3 separate regions of the Sus scrofa genome follow, and all the other regions are linked to region 1. Evidence: chromatin contacts called from public HiChIP or PLAC-seq data. All regions are on one chromosome and are shown on one strand. The core of a region is the stretch at or near the end of the contact, and the rest is flanking DNA. Distances in the headings are between cores, read along the strand shown. Region 1 has its middle 320 kb from the start of YIPF5. Region 2 overlaps ARHGAP26 (rho GTPase-activating protein 26). Region 3 overlaps NR3C1 (nuclear receptor subfamily 3 group C member 1).

What was found. HiChIP or PLAC-seq counts read pairs in DNA pulled down with a chosen protein or histone mark.
Region 2: a contact with region 1 is called in an H3K27ac HiChIP or PLAC-seq map of alveolar macrophages. The contact joins two enhancer-like sites. A contact is called at or near these places in 14 of 47 Hi-C or Micro-C datasets (embryonic fibroblasts, epiblast stem cells, fetal heart ventricle and 9 more) and 2 of 2 datasets of contacts at active chromatin or transcription factors (alveolar macrophages and skeletal muscle).
Region 3: a contact with region 1 is called in an H3K27ac HiChIP or PLAC-seq map of alveolar macrophages. The contact joins two enhancer-like sites. A contact is called at or near these places in 2 of 47 Hi-C or Micro-C datasets (embryonic fibroblasts and epiblast stem cells) and 1 of 2 datasets of contacts at active chromatin or transcription factors (alveolar macrophages).

What each region holds. Positions count from the first base shown.
Region 1 is chr2:145,350,297-145,353,042 of Sscrofa11.1, reverse strand. No RefSeq gene overlaps it. Among named protein-coding and RNA genes, the nearest start is that of YIPF5, 320 kb to the left of the region's middle. Within about 2 kb of position 1,367, at least 2 of the 83 cell types and tissues checked have an H3K27ac peak or open chromatin away from gene starts, as enhancers often do. A contact at or near this core is called in alveolar macrophages, where this site is marked.
Region 2 is chr2:144,557,914-144,560,659 of Sscrofa11.1, reverse strand. The region is part of intron 11 of ARHGAP26 (rho GTPase-activating protein 26); the gene reads right to left. Among named protein-coding and RNA genes, the nearest start is that of ARHGAP26, 260 kb to the right of the region's middle. Within about 2 kb of position 1,424, at least 7 of the 83 cell types and tissues checked have an H3K27ac peak or open chromatin away from gene starts, as enhancers often do. A contact at or near this core is called in alveolar macrophages, where this site is marked.
Region 3 is chr2:144,827,884-144,830,629 of Sscrofa11.1, reverse strand. The region is part of intron 8 of NR3C1 (nuclear receptor subfamily 3 group C member 1); the gene reads left to right. Among named protein-coding and RNA genes, the nearest start is that of NR3C1, 100 kb to the left of the region's middle. Within about 2 kb of position 1,354, at least 1 of the 83 cell types and tissues checked has an H3K27ac peak or open chromatin away from gene starts, as enhancers often do. A contact at or near this core is called in alveolar macrophages, where this site is marked.

The DNA.
Region 1 (2,746 bases), core at 118-2,617:
CAACATGATCTCTGGTTTTAATTTAATGGCAACTACAGTCTCTTTCCCTATTCAATTATTTTTCTTGGATATGATTCCAGAATGCCTAGTTACAGGGAGAAACCACCACCAAATTAACATAATATCAAGTTTGTATTAATGTACTGGGATGGCATTTAGTGCTGTAAAATCTTGTTACTGTGACTTACAGTGAGGCATAGGAGAAGGAACACGTATTCACTAGCTATTGTAAATGACATGGAGGCAGAAATGTAATTTGTATAAATATATAAAATTTGCTCTATGCATGTATAAACATGCACACAAGGCTTGCTCTGGGGGAAATGAGACCCCTTCTATGTGCTCATTCACTCAGACAACCAACATAAGAGCACAGTCTGATTAAGATGATTCTGTGCAGTTGGACATGGCAAGGGAGCAGCTGCAAGTTGTAGAAATTTAGCAAGTTGCTCAAGATCTAAAGTGCAGTTTTTCCCACAACAAGCACCTTTCTGAGCATCTATTATGTACCAGACATTGAGAATATAGCAGTGGGAAGACAAGAGCTCTGCTTTCCTGGAAGTTATTCTTCATAGAGGATATTCATTAAGGAAAGAAAGAAGAAATTATGAATAGTGATTCCTGCTATGAAGGAATAGGGAAACATGATCAAGAATAATGAGAGAAGGAGGATCCTGGGGAAAGAGGGTACTTCAGGGAGGGGGCTGGTGATTGTAGGAAAGCAGTGTAGTCATCCAAGCCAAAGAACTCCTGCATAGTGCTGCTTAGTACAGATGAGGTGGGAAACAGGGAACAGCTATGGGAGATGGGAAAGTGAAGAGTCTGACTTGCTATTGAGTAGAAAGCATGAAGGAAAGGGAAGAAACAAGGTGGGCTCCCGGGTCTTCTGTGGTCTTTTAGGGTAATTTCACCTGAGGCAATGCTGAAGCCTTCCTGTAGGAAATTCTCTCTTATGGCAAGAACCCCGACTTTTCCTTACAGAAGGAAAGCAGTCTGGCAGGTGAACCATCACACAGAACTTAAGAGGCCAATGTCACAGCTGAGTAGTGTGATCTTAGGCTGATTACTCCCCCTCTCAAAGCCTTGGAACCATGTCACCTGAGCTCCAAAGACCTTATAATGCTTGAAGATACTGAGTTTTTCACTGGTATAGATTGCACATCCCCATAATGCATAAGAGGAACTGAGCCAAATAGAATAGTTGGTGCAGTGCATCCCTCATCACCAGCCCGTAATCCTCGAGGCAATTCCCTATGGGTGCTCATTCTGTGGTTTGTCCCTGTACCTTTCGGTCAGCACAGCCCTGGGAAAGTCCAGTGCAGAGATGGGGCAGCCCAAAAGGCCACCACCAGAGGGCAGCATGCAGCTGTGCACACCCAGATTGGCCTCTGGGGTCATCAGCCCCGCCCCTCCCCTCCACCAGAGCTGGCAGACCAAACTGGTCCTGCGGAAGACTGGTGCTGGGGCAGAATCCTTGCTGCTGAAGCAAACCAGGAAAGGAAGTGTTCCTTTGGGGCAAGGTTCCAAGAAGAGCATGAGAGTATAATTGATGCAGATAATGACAAACCCTAAATGCAATAGCTCACATGGTCTAAACAACAGAGTAAAAATTCTTTTTATCTTTTGCTACCATGCATGGACAACTGTGCACATGGCACTGATAAATGGTTATACACATTCTCTCATTTAAGCTTTGTATCAACCCTATGAGCTATGTCCTCCTTTTTGTCCTTATGTTGCTGATATGGAAGCTTCTGTCAAACAGCATTGACAGAAGTGGTTCTGTGTAACTACAAAAATGTTTAACTACCACCCCACCCCACTCCTCAAGGCTGATATGCATCCACTTAGTATTATTACAGCCCTAGGCTGAGTGCTCTGGGAATAGAAATGAAGTATTATATAGAATTTTGCTCTTGCCTTTGAAGAACATGCACTTTCAAGGTAGAGAGAATAAATTCAGGACCTAAAAACAATACGAGCAATTGTATATAAATCCTGAGGTTGAATAGCTCAGTAAAATTATGTCTTCATAACTCTCAAATGGTTTTCACTCACATCACCCAACTTCTGAAAGCACAGTCACCTTCAAATGTGAAAGGACAAATGAGAGATTGAAGTACAGTCACAACCCTAACCCTTCAATCACTCATTTATCCTCCAAATATGCAACAAGTATCTCTGATTATGATTGATCCTAGATATCACACTGAGACATACCTGGTCCTTGCCCTTGAGTATAATCTAGTTGGGGTGGTAAAAAAAAAAAAAAAAAAGATAGCAAATAAACCAACAAATAATGTGGGATTGCAGTTATAGGTACCATGAATAGTGACAAGTGGTAAACTATTATCTCTGGTGACCTCAGCTCTCGGTCCACCAGTTTCTTGACCTTGGCTCTTAGGATATCCTTTTCCACTCTGGTTACCTGGAAGCCTTGCCTCAAAGCGGTCTTCTCTGCTGTGATCTTGAAGTTTCCAGTCCTTCTGAATTGTGGCCTCTTGTGTATGTTCCTCTCACACACCCTTGGATCCTAGTCGGCCTTTGCTATGCTCTCAGGCTCCCTCCCTGTTTCTGACTTCTCTTGTCCAACCTGGACTCCAGGGAAGGTCAATTTAGTGGTGGTCTTGTTCCTGCTCCAAAATCTCCCTGACCTTCCTCAGAGTCTTTCTCCATCTGAGCCCATGTGTCTTCTGCTCTCTAGGCAGAGTAGGGAAGCTGCTGGCCCTGTAGGCATTCCACGATA
Region 2 (2,746 bases), core at 175-2,674, 790 kb after region 1:
CCAGGAAAAAGAATGAAACAATGCCATTTGCAGCCACATAGATGGACCTCAAGGTTATCATACTAAGTGAAGCAAGTCAGAGAAAGAAACACACCATATGCTGTCACTTACATGTAGAATTTAAAATACGATCCAAAGGAACTTATTTATAAAACAGAAACAGACTCACAGACATAGAGAACAGAATTATGGTTACCAAAGGGGAAAGGGGGTGGGGGAGGGATAAAATGGGAGTTTGGGATTAGCAGATGCAAACTATTATGTATAACATAGAGACACAACAAGGACTTACTATGTAGCACAGGGAACTATATTCAGTACCCTATAATAAACCATAATGAAGGAAAAAAGAAAAAAAAAAAGAATGAACTGTTTGAGTCTTAAGCCTGTGGGGATAAAACCAATCTGAAGAGCTTGGAGCAGATAAGGATGCGCCTTAACTCAAAGGGCCAGAGCTTGGGAGCTGTGCATTGGTTCCTCCTTCTCGCATTAGAAACATGCCTCTCATCACCACAGCCCAGGCGACTTCCTCCAGGGAACAATGTCAGGTGGCCACTACTGCTTTTCTAATTCTCACCTGGCAATGCGTCCTCGGGCTCGCCCACCCCATGGCTCCCGGTACAGCATTTACTGTCTCAGGGAGGTCTTTCGAAAGCGAAACCAATAAAAATATATCTGATGGCTCTTCCCTGTGACTTACTCCTGAACAAACATGAAGGCCTGGTTCTTGCCCTGCAGAATTACATGCAAAGAGGTTTAGTAACTGCAAGTGAGCAGGCCACTCAATACGCATCAACTTGGATGGACATTTTGTGAGCAGAGGAAACAAGAGCGATGGAAAACTTTCTTTAAAAGTCCCCATGATGAAGCAATGAGGACAACGCACTGAAGCATCAGCCAGACAGAAAAAGGAAGCCGGATGTGTCATTGCTGGGTGAGCGTGTGTCATGCTTCCAAACAAGCGGCAGGTTCTCTAGGAATCTCCACCTTAGAGAAAAAGGGAAATACGCAATTCAGCTCCAATCATGAGCCAGAATGAAGCAGATTTACTTTATCCGGCTTAACGCGAGGCTACCAAAATCCCTCACACAGCCATTTACTTTCTGGGGTATTTTCACCATGGAATGTGAGCTCTACACCTGACCATGGACAGCAAGCGATGCTAAGAGTCCATGAGGTCACTAAGAGTCCATGGGTCACCAGAGAGGGGTAACTGCAGCTCACGGTGCTGAGCAACACCCTCCCCCGGCCCCTCCAGGCAACAGAGGCACCTCAACACAAAGCCATCTCCTGGAAAATGGCCCAGCACACGTGACCAGACGACTGCGCTCCCAAAGCCAACTGGCCAGTCTCTGGGGGCCCTGGAAGCCTTGCTGGCCATCACGCCAGCAGGCTGGTGAACAGAAATAATTGCCTGCTGCTCAACATGACTAAGACAATGAAGGTGGACAGAAAAACACACTTTCTGTTCCATTCGTTCCAGCATAGCCTGCTGCTTTGTGCCTCTGGCTGTCAAAGATTTGCCTCCCGGATGATGCCTCAGTAACACGGGGGCAGCCAAGGGCTCGGAACGCCTGCTCCCACTCCCTCTGCTCGGCATGCATGTTCCTGTTTCCTTGGGAGCCACCCTACCACCAAGCCCATGCTGCTTGGGCTGGGGAGGCTGAGCCCAATTCCATCTTCAGGTTTGCCTGGGGGATCCCGACTTTGCATCCTAGGGTGCATGTGATTCGCCCCAGGCCAAAGGCAGTCAACGAGACTGGCTTTTAACACTTTCTATCACAACTAGGGGATGAGGCCTTTCCGTCTTGCTAGGACAGTAGGATACAGGCCTAGAGGTTCCGTGGCTGACTCTGCCATCGCAAAGGCAGAGCCTGAAAACAGGCCAAGGTGGAGCCCAGATATGCAGGGAGAGGGGCTTCTGATGGCATGTTGAAGCCTTTAACCTAAATGCGTCTGTGTCACCCCCGCTCTTCCCATGAATGAACCAACAATATCCATCCCTGTAAAGGATTGTGTTCCTATTGCTTGCAGCCAAGAGTTGTGGCAAATACAAAAAAAAAAAAAAGTTCATGAGAGAAAAGCCTAGTTAAGCTTCATAGGGCCCTCTAGAGCGAAGAACAAAGAAAAAGAAGCGGCAAAGCAGAGGCTGGAAGAAAGCGCATTCACGTCACCCCTGAGTGTGCCCTTCCTTCTACCCCACATACCCACCCGGGGCCAAGATCCACCTGCTCTAGCACTGCCGTGGATCTGGAACCTGCCCCTCTCACCCATGTCCCTTCCTACTGCCCAAGGTCAGGGTCTGCCCTCTCATTTGACCTTGACACTGGCCTTCTCCCCGCTCTTGCTGGATCCTGTCTCTGCTCTCACCCATCAGACATTTTGCTCCTGCCCGATGCATGTGTCCCCAAACCCCAGCTCCGGCTGGAGAAGAGAAGCCTTCAGGACACCGCAATGTCGGTCTTCAAAGACTCAAAGGGCTGCCACGTGGACGTGGACGAAGGGGGAGACCTGCTAGTCTGCAGGAGATCAAAGCCAGGGTGGAGTCCCAGGAAGGCAGAGTTGAGCTGGATAAAAAGAACCGCCAGCTAAGAGCTCCCCAGAGGCCGCTAAGGCAGAGACTGTCCTTCCCGCACACAGAACAAAGTCCTGTTTCGTCCAGAAAAGGGCCCAGGGCATCCGGGGGTGACACATTCAGCTTCATTTGAGGCTTCATTGTTGGGAGCCTGTCCTCTCACCTGTACCA
Region 3 (2,746 bases), core at 105-2,604, 520 kb after region 1:
GAGTCAATGAATTAATGACAAAGGAGCCAACAATATGTAATGGGGAATGGACAGTCTTGTCAATAAAGATGTTGGGATAACTGGACATCTTGCTAAAGAATGAAACTGGACTAGTATCTAAGACCTGAAATCGTAAAAGTCCTGGAAGAAAACATAGGCAGAAGACATAGGCGGTAAGCTCCTTGATGTCGGCTTGAAGTTTTTGTGGATCGGACACCAAAAGCAACAAAAGCAAAATAAACAAATGAGACTATAGCATTCTAAAGAGTTTCTGCACAGCAAAGGAAGCTTATCAGCAAAATGATGAGTCATCCCAAGAAATGGGAGGAAATATTTGTAAATCATGTCTCTGATAAGCAGTTAATATCCTAAACTATAAAGAACTCATACAACTCAATAGCAAAAAAAAAAAAAAAAAAAAAAAAAAAAACGAATACCCTGATTTTTAAAATGGGGAAGGACCTGAATAGGTATTTCACAAAGACGTACAGTTAGTCAACAAGTATGTCTATCTTTATTCATCAGGGAAATGCATGTAAATCAAAACCATGCTGAGCTATCACCTTACATCTATTAGAATGGCTACTATCACAATGTCCAAAGATAACAAGCAGTAGAATTCCCTTGTGGCGCAGTGGGTTAAGTATCTTGTGTGGTCACTGTAGCAGCCTGGGTCACTGCTGTGATGAGAGTTCAATCCTGAGGCAAGGAACATCCACATGCCACAGGTGTGGCCACACACAAAAAAGTGTTGGTGAAGGTGTGGAGAAAAAGGAACCTCTGTGCACTCCTCGGGGAATTTAAATTGGTGTAGCCACTAGAGAAAACAGTATGAGGGTTTTCCAGCAAATTTAAAATAGAACTACTGTATGAGCCAGCAATTCCACTTTGGGATATTTAGCCAAAAAAAATAAAAGCATTAAGTCAGACAGATACATGCACCATGTTCACTGTAGAATTATTTATAATAGCCAAGATACAGAAACAACCTAGGTATCCATCAAAGGAGGACTGGATGAAGAAAATGTGAATAGAAAGGACCCTGCCCCAAAGAAAGAATAAAATCTCACCACTTAGAACAACATGGGTGGGCATTATGCTGGGTAAAATAAGACAGAGAAAGACAGATACCATACAATCCTACTTATGTGTAATCTAAAAACAAAAGCTCCTTGCTATGTATTGGTGGATGCCAGAGGTGTGTGTGCTGGTGGGGTGTGTTTGGTGGAGGGGAGGCATAGGTGAAGAGGGTTGGAAAGTGTAAAGGAAGTTCTGGGATGTAATGTGCAGCATGGCGTCTGTGGTTAACAGTACTATTGTATGTCTGAAGGTTGCTGAGCGTATGTCTTAAAAAGGTTTCATCACAAGAAGAAAATATTTTTCACAATTTGTGGTAAGGGATGTTAGTAGTTAGACTTACTGTGGTGATCATTTTCCAATATATACAAATACTGAATCATTGTGTTACGCACTTGAATATAGTATGCTAATTATATCTAAATTTTTAAAAAGAAATGTTAAAAATCCACTGAGAAAGAGTAGGAAACAGGTTCACAGAGGTTATACTCAAGTCCACAGGACAACTTAAGAATGAATTCCTAAACCCACTGCTTTTCTTCTAGTCCAGCATTTTCTAAGATGTCAGCAACAGTGAAGTTTAAGTTTGGGAAACCCATGTGTTTCCCTCCCTGAAGAGTGCATAATTATAGCTTTGAGAGGTCCTGGAATCTAGAAATCTGCCTTTGTATTAAATAAACATTTAGTTTTGCTAATTTCTGACCATCATATCCTTTTTTCCTTAATTATTAACAAAGAACCAGGGTTCCTAGGAGCATACTAGTAAGTGTAGCATCTATAAAAGTCAGTCTCTGCAAGACTAAGTAAAATCATGATGAAAACCTTCAGTCTTTGAAGAGTACTGCAAAAAAAAAAAAATTGATTTTATATCGATTTTATGATTCATGAGGCATTTGCTCTTTTTTTTTTTTTTTTTTTTTTTGTCTTTTCCAGGTCTGCTCCCATGGCATATGGAGGTTCCCAGGTTGGGGTCTAATTGGAGCTGTAGTCGCTGGCCTATGCCAGAGCCACAGCAACGCAGGATCGCAGGATCCAAGACTCGTCTGCAACCTATACCACAGCTCACAGCAACGCCAGATCCTTAACCCACTGAGTAAGGCCAGGGATCGAACCTGCAACGTCATGGTCCCTAGCCGTCATGGTCCCTAGCCAGATTCGTTAATCACCGAGCCACGACGGGAACTCTCCGGCATTTGCTCTATTTCTATACATTGAGAAAGGCAGGTATTTGCTCCCCAGTAAGGCATATGTATAAGCCACATTAAAAAAATCGTTTCTTTTTAGATTGGAATTGTATCACTTTAGTATGCTAACACATTGATTAATGTACTGCATGCTGATGTGAAGGTCCTAATTAGTGATCTCATGATATCCCAAGAGTAATTGGCGGGATGGATATACTGTTGAAGCCTTCTGTGTCTGTACTAGAATTAAACTGAAAGGCAGAATGATAATTATTTTGGTCTTCAAACTACCTTTTTGAGCTAGGGAGGAAGGTTTTTTACCAGCCCCATTTCAAAAATGAGAAACAAAGTGAAATAAGTTACACTCTCCAGTTTTCTATTATCCCATATTCTGTCTTGGCTGTCGTTTCATCATTCTTTGCTTTTATTTTAAAAGAATGCATTAGGAGCATAGACAATGTCAGTCATGAAATGTGCTTTTACTA